Regions from separate parts of the Hordeum vulgare genome. Here region 2 is linked to region 1. The links are chromatin contacts, called in public Hi-C maps. All regions are on one chromosome and are shown on one strand. Each heading gives the region's core, a stretch centred on a gene start, on an enhancer-like site or on the middle of the called end of the contact. The rest is flanking DNA. Distances are from core to core; before and after follow the strand shown. Region 1 holds the start of LOC123402367 (protein EARLY FLOWERING 5-like). Region 2 holds the start of LOC123401420 (cryptochrome-1-like).

Evidence for each region. Hi-C and Micro-C count contacts between places; a contact is called where the count stands out from the background.
Region 2: a contact with region 1 is called in a Hi-C map of seedling, with 2.6 times the contacts expected there. The contact joins the promoter of LOC123401420 here to the promoter of LOC123402367 in region 1. A contact is called at or near these places in 2 of 6 Hi-C or Micro-C datasets (leaf and seedling) and 1 of 1 datasets of contacts at active chromatin or transcription factors (embryo).

What each region holds. Positions count from the first base shown.
Region 1 is chr6H:297,739,025-297,746,546 of MorexV3_pseudomolecules_assembly, forward strand. It overlaps LOC123402367 (protein EARLY FLOWERING 5-like), which reads left to right and starts at 5,573. Exons shown (of 1, transcript XM_045096287.1): 1 at 5,573-6,752. The coding sequence starts at 5,889. The coding sequence ends at 6,389.
Region 2 is chr6H:298,267,299-298,274,345 of MorexV3_pseudomolecules_assembly, forward strand. LOC123401420 (cryptochrome-1-like) reads left to right here and starts at 2,119. Exons shown (of 5, transcript XM_045095218.1): 1 at 2,119-2,953; 2 at 3,561-3,776; 3 at 3,870-4,576; 4 at 4,725-5,547; 5 at 5,636-6,081. The coding sequence starts at 2,602. The coding sequence ends at 5,534.

The sequences.
Region 1 (7,522 bases), core at 4,323-6,822:
CAATAAAAGAAATAGAAAGATCATATGATTATCTCATGAGGAGTATTGACTCCACATAAAAAAGGGTACAAGTGATAAAAGTTGTTGAGAATAAGCAAACATAGTATTAGTCATTGTTACAATCTACGCAATATTATGATAGAGGAGAGAAGATTCTCAAATAAATACACTATCTTGGACATCTTTTATGACTTTGAGACCTCATCAAATATTATATAATTATCAAGTGTTGATATAGGACATGGAAGAGAAAGTAATCATCATGGTAGTTTATATTCACATAGAAGTTATATGGCGATGGATCCTTTAACACGCGATGCTTGCTTTAGACCCTTTTCTAACCCAAAAACTCGCACTAAGTAGAGATACTACTTGCGCATGCGTAACCCTGAAACCCATTGTTTTGCCATGGGAGTCTACCATACATACCTATGGATTGAATATGATCCTTCAAGTAAGTTTTCATTGGTGCATCAAGCAATAAAAACTGCCCTCAAATATGTACAATCTTCTCATGGCAAAGAAATAAAACCGACAAAGTGCATAATAATTTTTTTATCAAGATGGGAAATATAAAGAGATGTTCCTTTACATTACGAGTTTTCACATCCCAAAACATGAAAGCACATGAAAACATCTACTTCCCTCTCCGAAGGGCCTTTCTTTTATCTTCACGAGTACACTCATGTGGTTCTGCCAATAAAGTTTAGTCCTCTTCCTAACTATTAACTCTATAGTGGCAAGCATCATGTGTTGAGCCAAGATTCAGACTTATATATGCAAGTGTATGCAGATGATCATGATTTATTATTGTTGACATTATCCTTGAGGTAAATGAGTTGGGAGGCAAATCATTTAAGCCCCTATCTTCCGACGTGTCCTATGGAAACATGAGCTCTAAAAATATGACTTGAGCATGAGCAATCATAGATGATTAAGATATAGCTAAGTATGTGAACTTGACAAAAAAGAAAGATCTTACATAGACCCTCCTCTGAAATATGATAAATTATGATTGTCCCAATGACTGAGAACATAGTTTGTTGATTGTCAATAAAGTTTATGCTTCATACTCCAATAATTGCGAATGGATTGTTACTTGTTTATGAGAAGATATATGATAACATCCTTGTTGTTATGGTATTATTCATTATTCTTTTCTCACCGTATTTTGTTTAATCGACTTCTCCCTCTCAAGTCATGTGGCAATTAGTTATGAGCTTGGCTTTTGATTGAGGACAAGCAAGGTCTAATTTTGGGGGAGCTGAAACGTCTATTTTGCATCGTGATACCTTATTAATTTTTTTGTTATTCTTGTCTATTATCCCCATCCATCAAACAATTCTTACTCCCTTTCTCTCTAAATATCTGGAATATCTCGAAACTGAAATTCTTGATCAGGGAAACCAAGAAAAAGACAGAGAAATCACGAGACTCCAAATGAACTGAAACTTCAAACAGAATTTTAATGGAATATTTAAGAATTATTGGGCCAAAAAATATACCGTAGGGGGGCACCTACTGCCCACAAGCCACCAGGGCGTGCCCACCAACCTGTAGTGCCTCTCACACCCCTCTTCTCCTATATGGTGTGTTTTGACCTAGAAAAATCATAAGCAACCTTTCGGGACGAAGCGCTGTAGTCTCGAGGCGGAAACTTGGGCACATGCCCTTTTTATCTCAAGCAGAGAGATTCTGCAGGGCGGACTCCCCTCCAGGAGGGGGAAATCGAAGCCATCGTCATCACCAATCCTTCATCCTCCGCGGGAGGACCAATCTTCATCAACATATTCACCAACACCATCTCATCTCCAACCCTAGTTCATCTCTTGTATTCAATCTTTGTCTCAAAACCTCAGATTGGTACGTGTGGGTTACTAGTTGTGTTAATTACATCTTGTAGTTGATGCTTGTTGGATTACTTGGTGGAGGATATTATGTTCAGATCCTTACTCATTATTACTATACCTTTGATTTTGAACATGTTGATGAGGTGTGAGTAGTTACTATTGTTCCTTAAGATATGGGAGAAGTCTTATTATAAGTAATTATGTAAAGTTGGTATTTGTTCGATATTTTTATGTTATGTATCTTGTTACTTCTCTTAGGAGTGTCATGTGAACGTTGACTACATGACACTACACCATGTTAGACCCAAGTTTATGCGTTGCTTCATGAGGGGCTGATTTGGATACACATGTTTAATGCTATGATTATATTTATCTTAATTCTTCTTCCATAGTTGTGGATGCTTGCGAGAGAGGGTAATCATAACACGGTTATTTGTTCAAGTAATAACAACACCTTAGCACCGGTCCACCCACATATCAAATTATCAAAGTAGAGAACGCGAATCAACTCACCATGCTGAACATGACTACACAGAAATTCCCATGTGTCCTCCGAAGTGCTTGCTTAGTATAAGAGTACTTTCAGGCCTGTCCTTTGCTAAACAAAGAATTGGATACCTTGCTGCACCTTTTCTACTATTGTTACTTATCACTTCTTATGAATTATCTTGCTACAAAACTCTCTATCACTGTTACTTACATCACTTACAGAGAATACCTTGCTGACAACTGCGTGTCATTTCCTTCTGCTCCTCATTTGGTTCGACACTCTTAGTTATCGAAAGGACTAAGATTGATCACCTCTAATTGTAGGTCATCAGGAGCATATTATAATTCTATGAAAAAATAGTAGCACGGAAATTATCATATGATGACCTCAGCATCACCTTCACTTCCTGGAATGTCATGTCATGTACAAAAAGATCATATAAAAGCTCATACATTTGTCCTCGGGAGCGCTTGCTTATTATAATTCTATGCTTGTAGAAGGACCGCCTCATCCGTTTTTATCACAACCTTGGAAAAGCAACGTTGGTTGTGATGGAAAATGACTGAAGAATGAGGAAGACCCCATGTCTCTGGATAAATATCAATGACACTATAATAAATTAAGAGGTACTCACACATAAATGCATTATTGACATCATTAGTTCTACACGGGCAACTTCCAACAGGATAGAAATAAAAAGAACTACATTTCCCAAGAACCTATAAGCATCCACTATTCTTGTGGCTAGAGCAATCTTCAGTACGAAAAATTGCAAAACCAAAGCAATCTATAGGATTTCACATTATTGTTACCAATCTAAATGAACAATTCCTTGAGGTCACGCATCATAGTCATATTCCTTGGAGGAGGTTGGCAGCGTTGTCTGCTTGTTCTTTTTATCTGGTTCCCGATGTAAGAATGCATGCATCCTTGTGAAACTCATGAAAATGGATGTGAGAACTCATAAGCAACGATACTATTCAGATCTAGAAATTAAAAACAACAAAATGGAAGAAAAATCATGATATGCAGATGTTAAGAAGCTTATAAAAATGATTGGTTGCAAATTACAGTTACCTCCAAAAATAATAGAACAACTAAGTATTAAAAATCATGGTAATCTAACAAACTTACTTCAGAGCTAGTTTTTTTGCAAGTTAGTATTGCTTCGTCTTACTCTTTGAGACTTGCTCATAGATAAGTACTGAGAAACCTCACTTTATTTTGATTTGAGCCTTGCCCGTCGGCCATTATTATTTTATTATGATTCAAGCCTTTCTCTTAGATCGTTATTATACTACCTGCAACTAACTCGAATTGTATATGTTTAGCGTTTTATGATCGATGGGTGTACTCGACTTCAAGCCTAATCCAAAAAAGTTGAGTCCTTCATTTTTCCCTGTATGAGCATTGGTGCATATCAATTGTATAAATTGCTCATGTTATTAGGTTCAGCCAGTAGATTAGTAAATTAGTCACATATACACTGTTTGTTGGAACTAATTCCAATAACAATGAATACACATGCACATACCTGGGCGAAAGCAATACAAATGCATACTGGAAGTGTCTCAAGAGCCAAACTATTTTGAAAACTATCATACAAGATATCATAGTTTTCTAAATCTAGACTAAAAGGGGAGGCAAGCACACTTATCTTAACTTGACCGCCTACACAATCAGAGTTACTACCGGACATTGATATTGTTCGATGCTTGCCAATCAACAACATGCAATTTTTGGAATTACCACTACCGTATGGGGCTCCACAGTCCAATTATCCTGCCCCGACAACATAGAGGCACCAAAGCAAAATGCGTTGATGTGCATTCAAGCGGGACTCCTCATTTGGAACCTAGGAGTAGTTTGACATGTTTGTGCAGATTTTTAGGTTGCCTCTTTCAAAGCTTGAAGAATGTTTTTTGGTTAGTTACACCATACTTAGACATTGAAAAATGCATGAGACAAAATCTACCTTGTTAGGTGCATCCTTTTATGTTTTTTAGAAACTAAGCACATGAGTGTACACAATGATAATAAGAAACATAGTGATAGTTGACACATTGATGCATTTAAATTAAAAACATCTTTTAACTTGGAGCTACTTGATATTGGTTGATTGTTTGTACGAGCGATGCAACAAGAAAAAAACTCCCGACGGTCTTCTACTAAAAGAACATACCCATATACTTCAGTCATCAAAGAACAATCCTAAACGCCATGAGCAATCAAAGTCTCTTCTCAAATAATAGTCGGTGGGATTCACAACAATCAGGAGGAATCCTATTGAAAAATACACCAAGTTGATTTTTCAAACTAATTGTGTACCTTGTAGATGGCCATGAAGTTGTGGCCACTCTAGTAGTCGTTGACCGGCATGTACCCCATCCGTGTTCAACAACATCAGGAGAGGTGCATAAAATTTCTGATTCTTTAGCTAATATAATAAGAAATGCAAGAAATTTGTAGTGGACACATCAAGGACTTTACAATTTCGATATCGACTCACTGGACACTTAATCCTCCTCCTCGTGTGTAGATGACACACACCAGGTCACCACGAGGAGATGAGCGCGTCGGCAATGAGCACCGCCTAGTCAGCATGGTCGATGGCAAGATGTAAGGCTGCTCCACTCACCACATGCACCTTGTAGACATGATAAACCCATCTATTGCTATCGGCGTCACTAATATAATTTCTGACTAAACAAACATGTAAAAAATTGTGCAAATTTGTACAACTAACAAAAAAGACTAACTCATCTGTCACCACCAATCAATGCCTTGTGTTACAGGCTATTCATCGTACTGGTTGATGCTCTTCTAGTGTTGTGCCACGACTATCCCCATGGTCCGTACATACACGCGTGCTATGTAGCTGGATTTAGATTGATCAAGGCAGGATCAATTAGACTCGCTTGAGCTAGTTTTCTTATTATATGTGTGTAGTTACTCTTGGACTACAGCTAATCTGTGGTAGAAAATCTGGCCAACTTTTTATAACTGTTATTGGAGGGATGATACTATATCATGAGGGATTGTAATTGGTTTGCTCGATTCTCATATTAGAATTATATTAGTACAACACTGCACCTAAAACCGAGTGAGATTTTTTCACACCTGGACACACCTAGCAGGTGTGACCTGGCATGCGAGTTGGCAACAGTTAGGTGGTGTGTGTTCAGGTTATATATTCGCCACTTGTGGCATGGACGAGCGTGTTGTAGTTGAACTATCTCAACCTACCTAGGATTCCTCTACTTTCCCACCCACCTTTCTCTCCACATCCCCATCTCATTTATTTTCTCTAGTCCTCATCCCCCTTTTGATATGATCTCATCGCTCAGGTGTTACAATTGTTATTCAGAACCTCGTCTCGGTGCGCCCCAAAAGTTTCTCCCCTAGTGAGAAGATCAGTAACATCCACCGTGTCGGTGTGAGCCACTCCGGTCGGCTTGCCCAAAATCTGTCGCGGGGTTTGATCTCTCCCAGAATCCGGCGACGGAGCCTAGAAAGCGTCGGCGGCGACGCGAGCAATCCTGACAGCCATGGACGAGGCTAACATCAACGTCACCAAGCTGCTGGAGTCGCTCATCACCAAGGTCGACCAGCAGCACGTCCTCCATGACAAGCAGATCGAGATCCAGGCTGCCTTCAACAACTATTTCTCCCACGAGCTCTGCGGCCTAACCAAGCAAATCGATCTGGCGCAAGGGGGTGTTGACGTGATGCGCACGTTTGCAAAGTTGTCCATGGTCTCCGCCGGCTCGGACACCACTCTGGTCCATCAAGCCCCGGAGCCGCCACCACCGCCGCCGCCCCCGTCTCCGCGCTACCTGCCGCCTCTACCACCGCCACCACTGCCACCGCCACCCCCGTCTCCAGGTTACCTTCCGGATCCAACACGCCCAGCAGGACCGCATGTCCGGTTGCGGGAAAACCGCCGGCCCGTGATCCCGACTCTGGCCACGGTCGCCGCGCCTCTGATGGGGATGGACTCTTCCCCGACCGTGTTCAATACCAACACGGAGCATCACAAACCTCCCTAGCATGATTTCCTGTAATTTCAAGGCTCTGCCCCGTACCTATGGATCGATCGCTACCTCACCTGCTCCGAGCTCTACAGGTTGGCACCTCGTAACTGGGTGGCCACCGCAACGCTCTACATCAACAGCTAGGCCGCGCACTGGCTGCAGGCGTTTCATGAAACACATCACGACAACACTTGGGAGGCGTTCACAGCATCCCTTCTGGAGGAATTGAGTGTCGACGATTTCGAGCTTGTGATGCACAAACTATTGTAGCTTCGTCAAACCGGCAGAATTGCTGACTATCGTGTCATGTTCGATGAACAGATGTACCACTTCCTCGCCCTTGACCCCACAATCAACACGAAGTTCTTCGTCACCCAATTCCTCTTGGGGCTCAAGGATGTACTGCATGCCACGGTGCATCTCCATGGACCCTCCAGCATCACGCGCATCTCGGTGTTGGCTCGCATCCAGGAGGAGGAGTTGGGCACGACGTGGGAGAACCCACGCTTGACCCCGTGAGAAAGGCCTCCCCCGATGGTGCCGATGCAGCTTCCACGAGCCACCACATTGATCCAATAACAAGGGGACGAATACACGCGGGAACGACAATTATGCGATTTCCGGCGCGCCAACAACTTGTGTTTCAAGTCCGACGATTGATACTCGCGGGAACACAAGTGTGCTCAACCCGCCTAGTGGCTCACCATCCGCGTTGGCTACAACACCGAGTTTCTTTGTGATAATGCCATACACGTGATGGAGCTGCTGGATGATCCAGGTCCGGGCACTCTGCCCCCGCCACCTACAATGAACGCCTCGGAGTGCTGCCTTCTCTCATCGCAGGCATTGGATGGCACCGATTCGGCCACCATCATTCGTCTTCGAGCTCCGGTGGGAAATCATGTGATGCTGCTCCTCCTCGACTCGGGAAGTACCCATAGCTTCGTCAACAAATCATTCTTCGAGTGAATTGGAGCCAAGACCGAGGACATCGCGTCGGTGGACGTTCAGGGGGCCAATGCGGATCGGCTAACTTGCAATCGCATGGTGCCCGAGCTCAAGTGGTGGGTGCAGGGGCATACCTTCTCTACACCAACGAGGGAGTTGGAGATCGGTGCATACGATGGCATCCTAGGGATGGAATGGCT
Region 2 (7,047 bases), core at 869-3,368, 520 kb after region 1:
TAAAAACGATGGAGAACACTTATTTTCGATAACCGATGATGTCCAAAGAGTGTCGGTGTTTCAAAAAATATACTTGAACATATTTTTGACCTTCTAGAGCAATTTCTATTGTCCTTTAGTCTTTTTTTCATTCCAAGAAGTGAGCAAACTGGACAACAACATATAATGCTCATTTTTTTAGAGCTGAACTGAAGAATCTGGAGAAGCCGACCTGTAATGACGGCCAATTGTTTTAGAGCCTTGTTACCCACTAAAGCCATCACTAGATGTGGGTTCCCTGCTCGGAGATGTACCAAAAAAGCTACGCACTGGCATACATTTCGAGTTCCACAGAAGAGAGACACAGTGTTCTTGAAATCAAACGGAAGCAATGCGATGAGATGGAAGTTCAGAAACTTCTACTTTGTCTCTAGAGCTCGTCGACCCACCTCCTTGCTCGGATTTAGGGGGCGCTGCGGTTGTGAACCTCTAGGGGTCCCGTAATTGAACGACCGGAGCTCGCGACGACGAACGTCTTTGGTGTTGTGGCAGTAGAGCCCCACCGGAGGAGGCTGATGGTGACGGAGCCCCACCGGGAGGAGGCGAAAGGCGCGAGCAGGCAGGAGAGTAAGAACGTGACGGGCGGCGCGGACAGTCACCGGGAGTACGTACGCTGCAACAGGCTCCCCGCCCCGAGCTTCGGTGGCCGGTAGCGTCATAACATCCAAAAGTTGCATCGATGGAGGAGCACACACACACACATGTTTGGGACATACTCAACAGAATCGATCGATAAGAATTTTGTTTGCACAAAGATGAAATAAATTGTGAAATCGCTAATTTAGAAGCATTCTTTGCAATGGCCACTCCCACTTCCTAGGGTTATGTATGCCCCACTTGTCGCAATCTAAGAGTTTTCATTTTTTCATAAATTTGTTTATTTAAAACATCTTATCTCTTAAATCAGGCACCCAAATCTTAAACTATTTTCATCGTTAAATTCCTCGTGTCGAGATCTTTAAAACTAGATCTCACGTTGATACGTTTTGACAAAGTTTATTTTCATGAAAATACCGGACGAAAAACCCAAAGCGTAAGTAAACCTATGCCTCTATGAGAAGTAAAATTATGCTTCTCATGGAAGAAAAACGCTTTTTTCCAAGAGGCACGGTTCGTACTACTCGCGGAAGCCTTTTTTTTGTTTTCGAGAGGCACGTCATCCCTCTCGGGAAAGCAAATCAATGCCCTTCACAGAAGCAAAACCGTGCCTCTAATGAAAGAAAAAAGGACGTATGATTTTTCTCTTATCCAAGAGACACGGCTGTCTCTCATGAAAGCAAATCCGTATCTCTTATGACAGAAAAAATTGTGTTTTTTCTTTTTCCAAAAGCACGGTCATGCCTCTCACTCGTGAAAGGGGAGAAGAAAAGAAAACGCGTATGTGTGCACAAATTTTGTGTTTTCTGTATTTTGTTTGTCCAAAAACTAAAAAAGGCAATGAAACCAAAAAATCATTTAAGAGTCATAAACACGTGCGAAAATAATAATTCGAAAAACATCTAGAGCGTGACACTTGGCGGTGATTGAGAGCGCGCCACAAGTTACTCTTCGGACGGTTCCGAAAGAATGCTTCTTAGAGCATCTCCAACCGCGTCCCGGGTACGCCCTCCCAACCCCTTTTTTAGCGCCGACGACGAAAAATCGACCAAGCCGCGCTCCCAGGATGTCGTTTGCGTCGGATTTGGCCAACACTAGCACCGACGATCCCAGGCCAAACCAAGCCCCCCTCCCTCCCTCCTTAGGGAGGCGTTTGGGGGACGCTACTTTTGCATGCACAAACTCCAGCGGTCAGCCTCTCTCCTCTCTCCTCTCTCTCTCCTTCCTTTTTTCTGCTAGGTCCACCATGCACATGCAAAAAAAGGAATCTATCCTCTCTCTCTTTCTCTTCTCATGTGACCGGCTGGGGTACGGACGAGTGAAATTTTTTGCAAAATTTTCGCCGACAGCCCCTAACAACAACAAAAAATGCCTCGTGAGGAGTCAAACGGGTGAAGATGTTTTTATTTAGTTGCTTCCAATAAATTGAGACGAATATTATGGTGGGATAGGAGAAAGGGCAAGGGAGGAGAGATAGAGGAGAGAGCGGAGGGGATAAACGGACAAAAGAGAAAAGCTGGGAACAAATCCAAGCCAACCAACCAATCCCAATATCCATAGACCACACTCTCCGTTGGACCACAGCTCCCCTTCCCCAACCAAAACTAAGAACCCCCTGCAACTCTGCAAGAACACCACCATCCCACCTCCCAGCAAAAAATACTCCAGAAATCTTTTTTGTACGAAAAAGAAGGGGAAATATTGGTCAGATTTACTCCACATCATTTCCCATGCACCGGCACTGAGGAAACCGTTCCGGCCCAGTTCATTCCACGGTTCCAGGAAATCCTCGCCGATCCAGGCAAATCTTGTTGAGCTACCCACACCGGAGCGCCAACAAAGTTTGCTTCATGACAGCTCCCTGAGCTGCTGCTGCTCGTTATCCAAGAGAGGCAAGGCAACGAGCTTTTTCCTTGGGTAATTAGCTAGCTGCTCGTCGTTGCAGAAAGGCCTTAGTGCCGAGTCATGTCAGCGTCGCTGTCGATGAGCGGCGGAGCCGGGGAGGCTGCGACGCGGACGGTTGTGTGGTTCAGGCGGGACCTGCGCGTGGAGGACAACCCGGCCCTAGCGGCAGCGGCGCGAACAGCCGGGGAGGTGGTGCCAGCGTACGTGTGGGCGCCGGAGGAGGACGGGCCCTACTACCCTGGGCGGGTGTCCCGGTGGTGGCTCAGCCAGAGCCTCAAGCACCTGGACGCCTCGCTGCGCCGGCTCGGCGCCAGCCGGCTGGTCACCCGGCGGTCGACCGACACCGTCGCCGCGCTGCTCGAGCTCGTCCGCAGCACCGGCGCCACCCATCTCTTCTTCAACCACCTCTACGGTCCGATTCCTCCTGCATCTCCTACTTGGTTTTTAATTTACTTTATATTTTCCTCCGTTTTGTATATTTTATTATATGTATATATAGTTTGCTCCGCTCTGGCTCAACTAGATCCACGATCCAATAGAAATTTGAGGGGGGAATCTTCCCATCAATCAACAGTACCCTCCCATGTGCGTGATGTGTGTATACCAATACCAATCATATTCATGGATATTTCATAGCTTAACTTGTAGTACTCCACACGTCAAACAACTCCAAGTTTAGCATCAAACAATCCCTGAACCCTCAGCCTTTAATTCCCAAAAGTTCTGGTATCCACCAACCTACTCCCCTCTTTACCATAATATTTATTGTTGAAAAAAACGAGTACTATGTTCTCCTAAAAAACAACAAGTATGTAAGAACAGAAGAGTATTTATTACTTCTAGTCCGGTTTAAAACTTACTAGTACTACTTCTTTTAAGAAACAGAAACAAAATTGTGAGTAGCACCTTTTATCTTTCTGATTCATAAAATAACAAGCACCTTATCGTGTGAGCTGACACAAACAAATGGCCATGTGTTGCTCACCAATCGCTGTCTGCTCTGCCTGCCCGCGCTGTAGACCCGCTGTCGCTGGTCCGGGACCACCGGGTGAAGCAAGTGCTGGCGGCCGAGGGCATCTCCGTGCAGTCCTTCAACTCCGACCTGCTCTACGAGCCATGGGAGGTCCTCGACGACCACGGCTCCCCCTTCACCATGTTCACGTCCTTCTGGAACAAGTGCCTCTGTATGGTCGACCCCCCCGCGCCCATGCTGCCACCCAAGAGGATCAATTCAGGTCTCTGCCTGCAAGTGCAACGCCACCATTTCTTTTTCTTCTTTTTTTTGACGAAAGAACAATAACTACTGACAACATGGAAAAATTCCACAGGTGACTTGACGAGGTGCTCATCAGACGACCTGATTTTCGAAGACGACTCGGAGAGGGGGAGCAACGCGCTGCTCGCACGGGCGTGGTCGCCGGGGTGGCAGAACGCCGACAAGGCTTTCACAGCCTTCATCAACGGCCCGCTCATCGACTACTCCGTCAACCGCAAGAAGGCCGACAGTGCAAACACCTCACTGCTCTCCCCTTACCTGCACTTTGGCGAGCTCAGCGTCCGCAAGGTCTTCCATCAAGTACGGATGAAGCAGCTAACATGGAGCAACGAGAGCAACCGTGACGGCGAGGAAGGCTGCAGCCTCTTCCTCCGCTCCATCGGCCTGCGAGAGTACTCCAGGTACCTCGCCTTCAACCACCCGTGCAGCCACGAGAAGCCCCTCCTGGCTCATCTCAGGTTCTTCCCCTGGGTGGTCAATGAGGTCTACTTCAAGGTCTGGAGGCAGGGTAGGACCGGCTATCCTCTTGTCGACGCCGGCATGAGGGAGCTTTGGGCCACCGGCTGGCTGCATGACAGGATACGTGTCGTCGTCTCAAGCTTCTTCGTCAAGGTTCTCCAGCTGCCATGGCGCTGGGGGATGAAGTACTTCTGGGACACCTTGCTGGACGCCGACCTTGAGAGCGACGCCTTGGGCTGGCAGTACATCTCCGGGTCTCTACCTGATGGCCGTGAGCTCGACCGCATTGACAATCCACAGGTACATCTTGGTCATTTTTATTTTTTCCGCCAAAGGGTGAATTTTATTAGCTCAATATAAAGCAGGTACATCTTGGTCATATATGAAGAAGATAATCAAAATAGCTAGCACTCTCGATTGATTTGATTCTTTGTATTGCATTTCTCAGTTTGAAGGATACAAGTTCGACCCATACGGGGAGTACGTGCGTCGATGGCTACCGGAGCTGGCAAGGCTACCAACGGAATGGATACACCACCCCTGGGATGCACCCGAGTCTGTGCTGCAGGCTGCAGGAATTGAGCTAGGTTCCAATTACCCTCTCCCCATTGTTGAGCTAGATGAAGCCAAGTCCAGGTTACAGGACGCCCTGTCAGAGATGTGGGAGCTTGAGGCGGCCTCTCGTGCTGAGATAGAGAATGGAATGGAGGAAGGCCTGGGAGACTCCTCGGATGAGCCACCCATTGCCTTCCCCCAAGAGCTGCAGCACATGGAAGTGGACCGTGCCACTAGCCACACACCGGCGACCGCTGGTCCTGCCCGGAGACGAGCAGATCAGATGGTGCCTAGCATCACCTCTTCCTTGGTCAGAGCTGAAACAGAAACAGAACTTTCCGCAGTTTTTGAAAGCGAAGTGAGTAGGCCGGAGGTGCCATCGCAGGTGCATTTCCAGGCTCAGCCTCGGATGGAAAGCAGGGAACAAGTTGCCAGCGACGGCACTGCTGCCAGATACAACCAGCAGTATACCCTACACCGTGTGCAGGGCGGCGGCATAGCACCATCCACGTCAGAGGCATCAAGCAGCTGGACTGGGAGAGAAGGTGGGGTAGTACCCGTCTGGTCACCTCCGGCTGCGTCGGGCCATTCAGATCCTTATGCTGCGGATGAAACTGACATTTCCAGTAGGAGTTATCTGGACAGGAACCCGCAGTCACATAATAGGTTGATGAACTGGAACCAGCTTTCCCAGTCATCGTGAACTCAGATGCATGGTAAACCCAACTAGAATTTGTTTCTCAACTACTCTATGTGCGTTCTATATGCTTACTACTGACCCTCCATTTTTATTTATTTTTGAAGCTGGATGAACAACAGCAGGTTGCCAAGTGGAAAACTTTTGTCCGTATGCGATAACGAATTTAATTGTGTAGGGCGTTGGACAGTGACATATGTACATTATCGCCTTATGTTCACATATAGCCTTGCTATGCAGGAATCAAGTGATGCAGCTTCATGGGTGCAATAAGTTGTGTAAAACTAGACTTGTAGAACTTCTGTGGTGTAGTAGATTGCTAGTTGTCAAAAGGATATGCACCATTTATCAGATTATAAGGGGTATGTCTGTAATGGTACATTACCTTTGGTTCTTGCCATCTTTGCCGACCAAGATGTCACCACATAGCTTGACTTGGAGACAAACCTTTGGCAGAGTGTACAAATAAAAATTGTAAGATTAGGAAAACCACAGGTTGTGGTGCCTTGTATTGATCATTATATAGAGGTTACAAGGCAGAGTCCTTTCCATACAATATTGGGACACCCATACAAGGACTACACATATATAACCGTATATTTATACAAATACAATACGGTTATATATTCTAACACCCTCCATCGGTCGTAAACAGGAGTCGACGAATGTTACTACTGTCTCGAAAATCCAAGAAGAGAGGTGATGGTAATCCTTTGGTGAAAATGTCCGCAAACTAGGAAGAACTCGGAACGTGGAGTGCGTTGATGGTGAACGGGATTCCGAGTCATGTAAACTGAGCTTACATTATCACAGAAAACCACTGTGGCACGAGACACCGGTCGATGAAGTTCTAGAAGAAGTTGTCGTAACCAACATGTTTCAGCCACCACATTTGCAACTGCGTATTCAGTCTCGGCACTGGAGCGAGAGATTGTGTGTTGCCACTTAGCAGACCATGACACCAAGTTAGCGCCGAGGAAGACACAATATCCAGAAGTAGACCGGCGAGTGTCTGGGCAACCTGCACAATCAGCGTCAGAATAGGCCGTCAACTTGTTAGAGCTGCATCGGAACAAGGTGGGGCCATAGCTGATGGTGTCGCGGATGTAGCGAAGAACACGTTTCACAAGGAGCAAATGATTAACCCAAGGATCATGCATATGAAGACAAATATGTTGCACATCATAAGAGATGTCTCGTTGAGTAAACGTAAGGTACTGAAGACCTCCTGCAATACTATGATACTCGGTGGGATCTTTAATAGGATCACTGGACGTGGTTGAAAGTTTGGAGGCGGTATCAACTGGAGTGGAGATGGACTTGCACTGCAACATACTAGCTTTGTCAAGAAGATTCAATGCATACTTCTCCTGTGAGAGGAACAAATTGTCCTTGCTGCGTGTGACAAAGATGCCCAGAAAGTAATGAAGATCACCCAAGTCTGTCATACTGAACTCGGTATGAAGAGAGGCAATCAGACTGTGCAACAATGTCGATGAAGACGCAGTCAGGATAATGT